Linked DNA regions of Mus musculus: region 1 is linked to region 2. Evidence: chromatin contacts called from public ChIA-PET data. All regions are on one chromosome and are shown on one strand. Each heading gives the region's core, a stretch centred on a gene start, on an enhancer-like site or on the middle of the called end of the contact. The rest is flanking DNA. Distances are from core to core; before and after follow the strand shown.

Region 1 (3,405 bases), core at 39-2,538, 37 kb before region 2:
AAAGAGCACCAACTAACCTGGAAATAATTAACCGCTCACAGCGGAGTTGCAAGTAGGGGAAAAAAAAAAAAAGTCTGTCATTTCTCTGCACTTATGACTCCTCCCACCGCCACCCAAAAGGTGGAAAAAGGAAAGCTTTAAAGCAGAAACCAAGTGCAAGAAGATCTCGAGAGCGCGGCTTCCCAATGAAATTGCTACCCCCAACTCGCGTGAGGTGCGGCGGTGGGAACCCAGGCATTTTGCCGGAGGGCAGCCGGGGGCGGAGTTTGCAGTGCAAGACCGAGCACCGAGCACGTGGACTCCCTGCCCCTAACCTCCCCGGCTCGGCTTCGGGCTGCCGGGCACTGCACGCCGGCCGGCACCCAAGCTCAAGGCCGCGGACCACCGCGCACCCTCCCGGCCCGAGCGCCGGGCCGGAGGGCAGAAGTAACCTCGGCCCCGAAGGAGATGGCGAACAGGAAGTGCACATGTTGCAACGCCGAAACAGTCCAAGTCCCACCCCCACCCCACCCCACCCCACCCCCGGCCCGGGCCAGCCAGGCTTGGGGGCGCCTCCGGCCGCGAGAACCGGGCTGGGGTCGCCACCCCACATCGGGGCCCCGCGCCCGAAGTTTACGCGAGTCCTCCTGGGCACTACTTCTCCGGGCCCAGCCATCCCGCCCGGGCCGGGCCGGGCCCCGGACTGGGACTCCACGCCGCGCGCGTCCCGCTCGGATGGGAGCCGGAGCGGCGACGTGGCTGGCGCGGGCTCCCCGGGACTCTTAGAGCAGCAACTCCCGGGGTCGCAGGTTTCCGCCTGGGCGTCCTCTGCCCTCTGTGGCTCCGACTGCGCGACGCCCCCTCCGGTACGGTCATTACCTCGGGAGAAAACTCCTAACTCCTCACTCCCGGGGACCCGTGCTCGCCTCGGTTCCACACCCCCGGGGCAGCCCACGCTCTGCCGGAGCCGCGCGCCGGGTACACCCCCGCGCAGGGGCGCCAATTCTTCCCGGGACACAAAAATGTCCCGGCGCGTCACGGGACAGCCGCCTCCGCGCCCCCACGCCCAGCGCCGGCCGCACACGCTGCCTCCGCGCCGCGCCGCGCCGCGCGACCCCGGGGACTCACCGTCACTCAGCCGCCGCGAACCAGAGGCGAGGGCCGGGCCGGGCCAGACACAATATGGCAGAGCACCGCAGCTGCTCCCGTGGCTCCCAGCAGCCGCCTCCGGGACACCCAGGCGCGAGCAGGCAGTGGCAGCTGCGGTGGCGGCCGCCGCAGCACCACATCCCCCCCCCCCCCACCCCTCCCGCCTGCTCGCTTCCTCCCCTCCTCCCCGCCCCGCTGCCATGACAACGCGGCGCCAAGGCGCTTGGCCCCGCCCCTCCTTCCGTCCCGCCTCCCGCAGCCCGCCCTTGCCTCGTCCCGCCTCCTACCAGGGCGGCGGCCGCCCCTCCGAGCTGTCGTCCTGCAGGCGGGTGGGGGGGAAGGTGGCGTCCGGAAGGGTGGAGCGGGCTCGGAAGGCAAAGCGAGGGGACGCTGAGGTTTACGGAGCTGGGCGTGCAGGCGGGAAAATGAAAAGCCCTCGCCTGTCGCCCGGAAGGACCTATGGGAGGGCGACCGAGGCGCGGCGCGGCTGCTGAGTGGACGAGCTGGCGCGGGACGCGCGAGTGTCCGCCCGCGACGCGTGTGCTGGGGCTGCCGCGACGGCCCGAACAGCCCCTTGGCTTTGAAAGTGTGGGGACCGGGAAGCTTTCTTGAGAACAACGCTACCTTCTTCTGACTGAAGTGCCGTGGAAACTCTATGCAGAGCAGATTTTAGAGGGGAAATGGGGCTTTGGAATCAGATCCAAATTTTACTAAAGATTTTCTGAGACTCTGTCTCCCAAATTAAAAACCAGTAATAAAAGGCAACACAGCAACAACAAAAATGTACAGAGCTCTCACTAATTGCTGTGTACAGTAATAAGGACTTAATATGCATTGTACACGTATTGCCTACACTGTATTGCGGGTACAGTGCTGCTAGATAAAACGGGAGTGGCCAGTTAATTCTGAATTGCAGACAAATGTAGAATAATTTTTAATGTTAAGGACATTCCCTTCGGGGTATACTTTCTGGTTGCTTCATGTTTTAGTGAATCTGCCAACTCTACAATTTCAGGAATTCCCTTTACATAGAAGGAAACTGAAGCCTAGAAGTAGCCTATCAAACTGCCCTTGGCAGTGAAGGTTTATGTATCAGTACTGGGTAGGGTGAGGCTGGAGGAGTGCCAAGATTTAGAGGTCACCCTGGCCTTCATAAGAAGTTTCTGTCTCAGCTGCGCGGTGGTGGCGCGCGCCTTTCATCCCAGCACTCGGGAGGCAGAGGCAGGCGGATTTCTGAGTTCGAGGCCAGCCTGGTCTACAGAGTGAGTTCCAGGACAGCCAGGGCTACACAGAGAAACCCTGCCTCAGAAAAAAAAAAAAAAAAAAAAAAAAAAAGAAGTCTGTCTCAAAAGGAAAGCAGGGTATAGTGCCTCATTCCTGTAATCCTGGAACTTGGAAGGAGGACATAGGAGACTCAAATGTTTAAGGCCATCTACATAGGGAGAGAGAGAGAGAGAGGACTATTCCATTGAATTTCTAAAAGAAAACTATAGTTTGAGTTTACTGTTATCATTATGAACCTGGAAATTAAACCTTTCAATTTCTATACCCAGTTCTTTAAAAACCATGCTACTGATACCTGTTTCACACAGATATAAATGGATTAAGAGAAAGGGTCTCTAAAACGGAGACATTGCCCGTCTGCTTGCTCAACAAAGCTTCATTTGGTTCCTGATGAGGGGATGTTGACTATTCAATGTCTTTGCATATAAAATGACTGAAGCAGGCTATCTGCTCGCAGTAAAGTAGATGAGCTGTGAATATGGCAGAGATGCAGAGGAATTGTAGGCACCCCGATGTACAAGAACAAAGCCAGAAATATTTGATTCCCTCATTCCACAAACAACATTATTCGTATGATCCATGTAAGCTCGCCTACCAGTTCTATTTCATTTTGTTTTGTTTGTTTGTTTTCTTTTCAAAGTCCCGGAGAATCCCAGTTTTCTTCAGAGTACGAAATCTCAGGGCAAATGTAAGATGTGCTTCAGCGGAGGAGCAACATCTACTGCAAATCTCCTTACATAGCATCACTGTTGCCCCCCACTCATGTAGACAAATTAAAGAAGATACAGAAGAAAGAGCACGAGAAGGAAAGGAAGAGCAAGAAAAGTTGGCTTTTAAGAAACCAAGTTCAGCCAGGGGTGGTGCTCGCCTTGAATTCCAGCACGTGGGAGGCAGAGGCAGGCAGATCTCTGTGAGTTCAAACCCAGCCTGATCTACAGAGAGAGTCCCAGGACAGTCAGGGCTGCACAGAGAAACCCTGTCTCAAAACAAACA
Region 2 (3,447 bases), core at 281-2,780:
AAACAAAATGAACTGCTACTGAAGAACTTCCTAAGACTTCGCATCCGTAGGTCTGCCTCTTCCATATCACGCTGTTCCACAATTTGTAAGTCATTAGGAGGAACCGTGTCTGACTTTATTAATTTTTCATATCGCTGAACAGATAATTTTCATATAATAAACCTTAATTGCCGCTGCTCCTAGGTTCCGTAAACATTTAGAAAGAGGTCTTTTTCAAGGGCTATTTAAGCTGAGGAAGGGAAAATTTGACCCACAGTTTATCTGTTAGCTCATTAGCATACTAATGCGGCTACAATTTACATTTGACTAGGGGGTTGTCTTTCACTCTAGAATCTTGTTGGCAGAGCATCACAGTTTTTGGTTGATTTTTAAAAACACTTTGTCTGAATACACAAGGGAAATAAGGTGGTGCTAATACTAGAAGCTTGGAAGTGAATTAATTGCTCTGAAATAATTCCACATTGGGTTGGCCTCTCTGGCGGTGGTATTTGCATGCCCCTCGTTCATGCTAATTGGCATTTAAACAGAATCAACCTACGACATTTCTCACACTTCCTAATGAATGATTATTTCCTCAAGGTACCTAAATTCGGCAGGGGGTTAAGATAGCGGCTGAAGTGCTCTAAGAACTTTCTCAGTTTAAAAAAAAAAATCTTTTTCTGAGCAATTCTGCCACTTGAAGTATTTACCTTGATGTGGACTCAGTGAAATTAACACTGGATCTCATCGCTGTAATCTTATTAGTATCAAAAGGTTTGTTTGTTTGTTTGTTTGTTTTTAGAGAACTAAAAAAAGTAAAGGCAGCGGGTGTAGTGGTGCTTTAGGGAGTCAAGAGACTCAGAGGTTAAAGTGAGCCTCATCCACTTCATAAGTTCAAGGCTAGCCTGGTGTACATGACTGTCTCAAAACAAACACGTAGCTGGGTGTTTTATATAACCTCTGGATGGGGGGTGTAGCTCTCGGTTGAGAGCCTGCTTGCCTGGCATCCACAAAGCCCTGGGTTCTATTACGACCATACCCAGCACTGGTGCGGTGATGCATACTTCTAATCCAAGGTCTTTGGAGGTAGAGGCAGAGGGGGAGCAGAAGTTCAAGGTTCTCCTTGGCTGGTGAGTTGGAGATCAGAAAAGAAAAGAAAGGCACCTGACCTGTATGTGACCATGTCTATGATAATCTCAGAGGAAGGGGTAATATGACTACGGTTTTCCCCAAAGAATAGTTTACCACTTACAGTAGGCTTAAGAAGATCAGCTAAGGTATTCACCGTTGTCCTTAGGAAAGTGTGAAAGAAAAGCCGGGCTCTCCAGAGGCAGTCTTTCTAGGATAGCTGCAGAGGAGAAAAGCTGGGATGGAGTGTGTGTTCATCCCAATTGGTAAATCAGTGTGCTTTATAAGGCTCTGTACTCCCACCTTCATCCAATGGGGGCAAGCGTACATCCTGATGTAGCTCCCGTCTACTTACTTCCTGCCTATGTGTCATCACACACATCCTGTGTGGCTGGAACATCCAACCCTGTGTACAAAAGTGAAAACATACAGTCATTGAAACTGAAAGTGTAATTGAACGCTCTCTCTCTCACACACACAGGTGGATCTGCACTGCAACTGCCAAATGAGTGAAGAGGGCCGCTCCTGGGAAGCTGCTATGGAACCAGGAAGGCCTCTCCTGGGAGGAAAAGCAAGCGTCTCATCTTTGTCCGTCTTCTCAGGAATTGGACATGCATGTGGTACAGGGTCCTGGGGAGAGGCTGGTAGCCCTGGCTGAGGACATGGCTTACAACCACAGCATGGGCTCCTGAAACACTGACTACACCAGGGGATGTAAAGGGCAGTCAGGAGAGCCGAGGAAGGCAAGCAGAACTAGAGAGCAGTGGAGGACTTGTCTGTAGGACTTGAGAGTTAGGAAAATGAACAGAAATGGGCTGTGGAAAGATATGCAAATAAGCACATCCAGGCTTGGGGATTCTGAGCTCGGACACATTCACGATGCCCACGCCACACAAGTGACAAATGTGAGTGCAGGCATGGCTGTCCTTCTTCTTTGTGGTACTAATGATTGAGCACAGGTCAACTAGATACACTATCCCTAAGCTACATCCCCAGACCTATATATCTCTACATAAAAAAAATCTAATATGCTAACATTACTAAAAAGGGTGCAAATTAACACATCACATTGAAAGACCATTTGGTAATATTCAAGTAATTTACATATTTTTCGGATTAATTTTGTTCTCAAATGTGTACTCTGAAGAAATTTACCTTTATGTGTGCAAATGGATAGGGGCAGACATTGACTGATTACTTGATTGATTAATTAGAGTTTTCAAGCTGGTCTGGAACATGATACGTAATCCAAGATGACAGCAAACTTGCCAGGGTCGTCCTGTCTCGGTTTGTCAAAAGTAGTTATTACAGGTATAAAGTACCGTGCTTGGCAATCGCCCCGTTTCTAGCAATGTATTGGGAACAAACTAGCTGCAGTGTATGGAAGAGTTAATAAGTGAATTATCATGAACTCTTCCATCAGAGTCTCTAAAACACAATGGTGAAAAGGAATGCAGTAGAGCTACAGATGGCAAAGGAAATAATTCCAAGAAAGGTGAGGGACTGAAGCAGAGAGCAAGCCAGTCCCTTCAGAAACGCACACTCGCAGGTACATATTCTCATATCGTAAACATCGTTCTTTCCTTAGCCTACATGTTTAACCTCCTTGCTTAGACCATACTTGTTCTAAAGTCATTTTAGTACCACCTCCCAAAAAGGCAAACTGCAATCAGGAGTGATGGTGAGTCATACCTGCAATCACAATACTTGAGATGCTTAGTAGGAAGATCACAGCCTGGACTAAAGTGAAACCCTATCTCAAAAGATAAACATAAAAATTAATCGCAGGAGACTATAGTCATTTTAAGTTTTAGAGTCTAACAAAACAGGGCTGGGGGTTAAAGCTCAGTTGCAGAGCATATACCATGGATGCATGAAACATGAGGCCCCAGATTCAATTGTCAAGACTGCAAAATGTGCATGTGCACACACATACACTCTCACACACTTGCGCACACACACACACACATAAACACTCACTCACACAGACACTTTGACCCACAAACTCATACCTACTGACACACAGACATACCCTCTCACACATACTCACATATTAACAACCCTTACGTACACTCACACAGACAGACATACACATACAGACACACACATTCACAGACACACACACATTCATATAGACACACTCACACATACAGACACAAATAAATGTAATAGAAAAAGCAGGGGACAGAAAGAATCATGAAAGGGACATTATCGGCTTGTGTGATGTTATAGGGAATGGGCTGGAGGAATTTTTTTTTTTAATTAAGCTCTAATATTTTATGTGACTGAAATCTTTCAAGTTAAAAGAACAGGGGTAAAAATGAAAATCAAAAAAGATAC

The links. ChIA-PET counts read pairs in DNA pulled down with a chosen protein or histone mark.
Region 1: an RNA polymerase II ChIA-PET map of memory CD8 T cells shows a contact between it and region 2, with 246 read pairs. The contact joins the promoter of Foxn2 here to the enhancer-like site in region 2. A contact is called at or near these places in 2 of 39 promoter capture datasets (hippocampal neurons and macrophages), 18 of 484 Hi-C or Micro-C datasets (CD4 T cells, CD8 T cells, CD8 central memory T cells and 8 more), 5 of 115 datasets of contacts at active chromatin or transcription factors (effector CD8 T cells, embryonic stem cells, intestinal villus epithelium and 1 more) and 1 of 9 other capture datasets (adipose tissue).

Annotation. Positions count from the first base shown.
Region 1 is chr17:88,438,587-88,441,991 of GRCm38.p6, reverse strand. Foxn2 (forkhead box N2) reads right to left here and starts at 1,288. Exons shown (of 6, transcript NM_180974.5): 1 at 1,108-1,288.
Region 2 is chr17:88,401,589-88,405,035 of GRCm38.p6, reverse strand. No RefSeq gene overlaps it. Among named protein-coding and RNA genes, the nearest start is that of Gm23947, 10 kb to the right of the region's middle. Within about 2 kb of position 1,530, at least 74 of the 459 cell types and tissues checked have an H3K27ac peak or open chromatin away from gene starts, as enhancers often do. A contact at or near this core is called in CD8 T cells, CD8 central memory T cells, Th1 cells and 5 more, where this site is marked.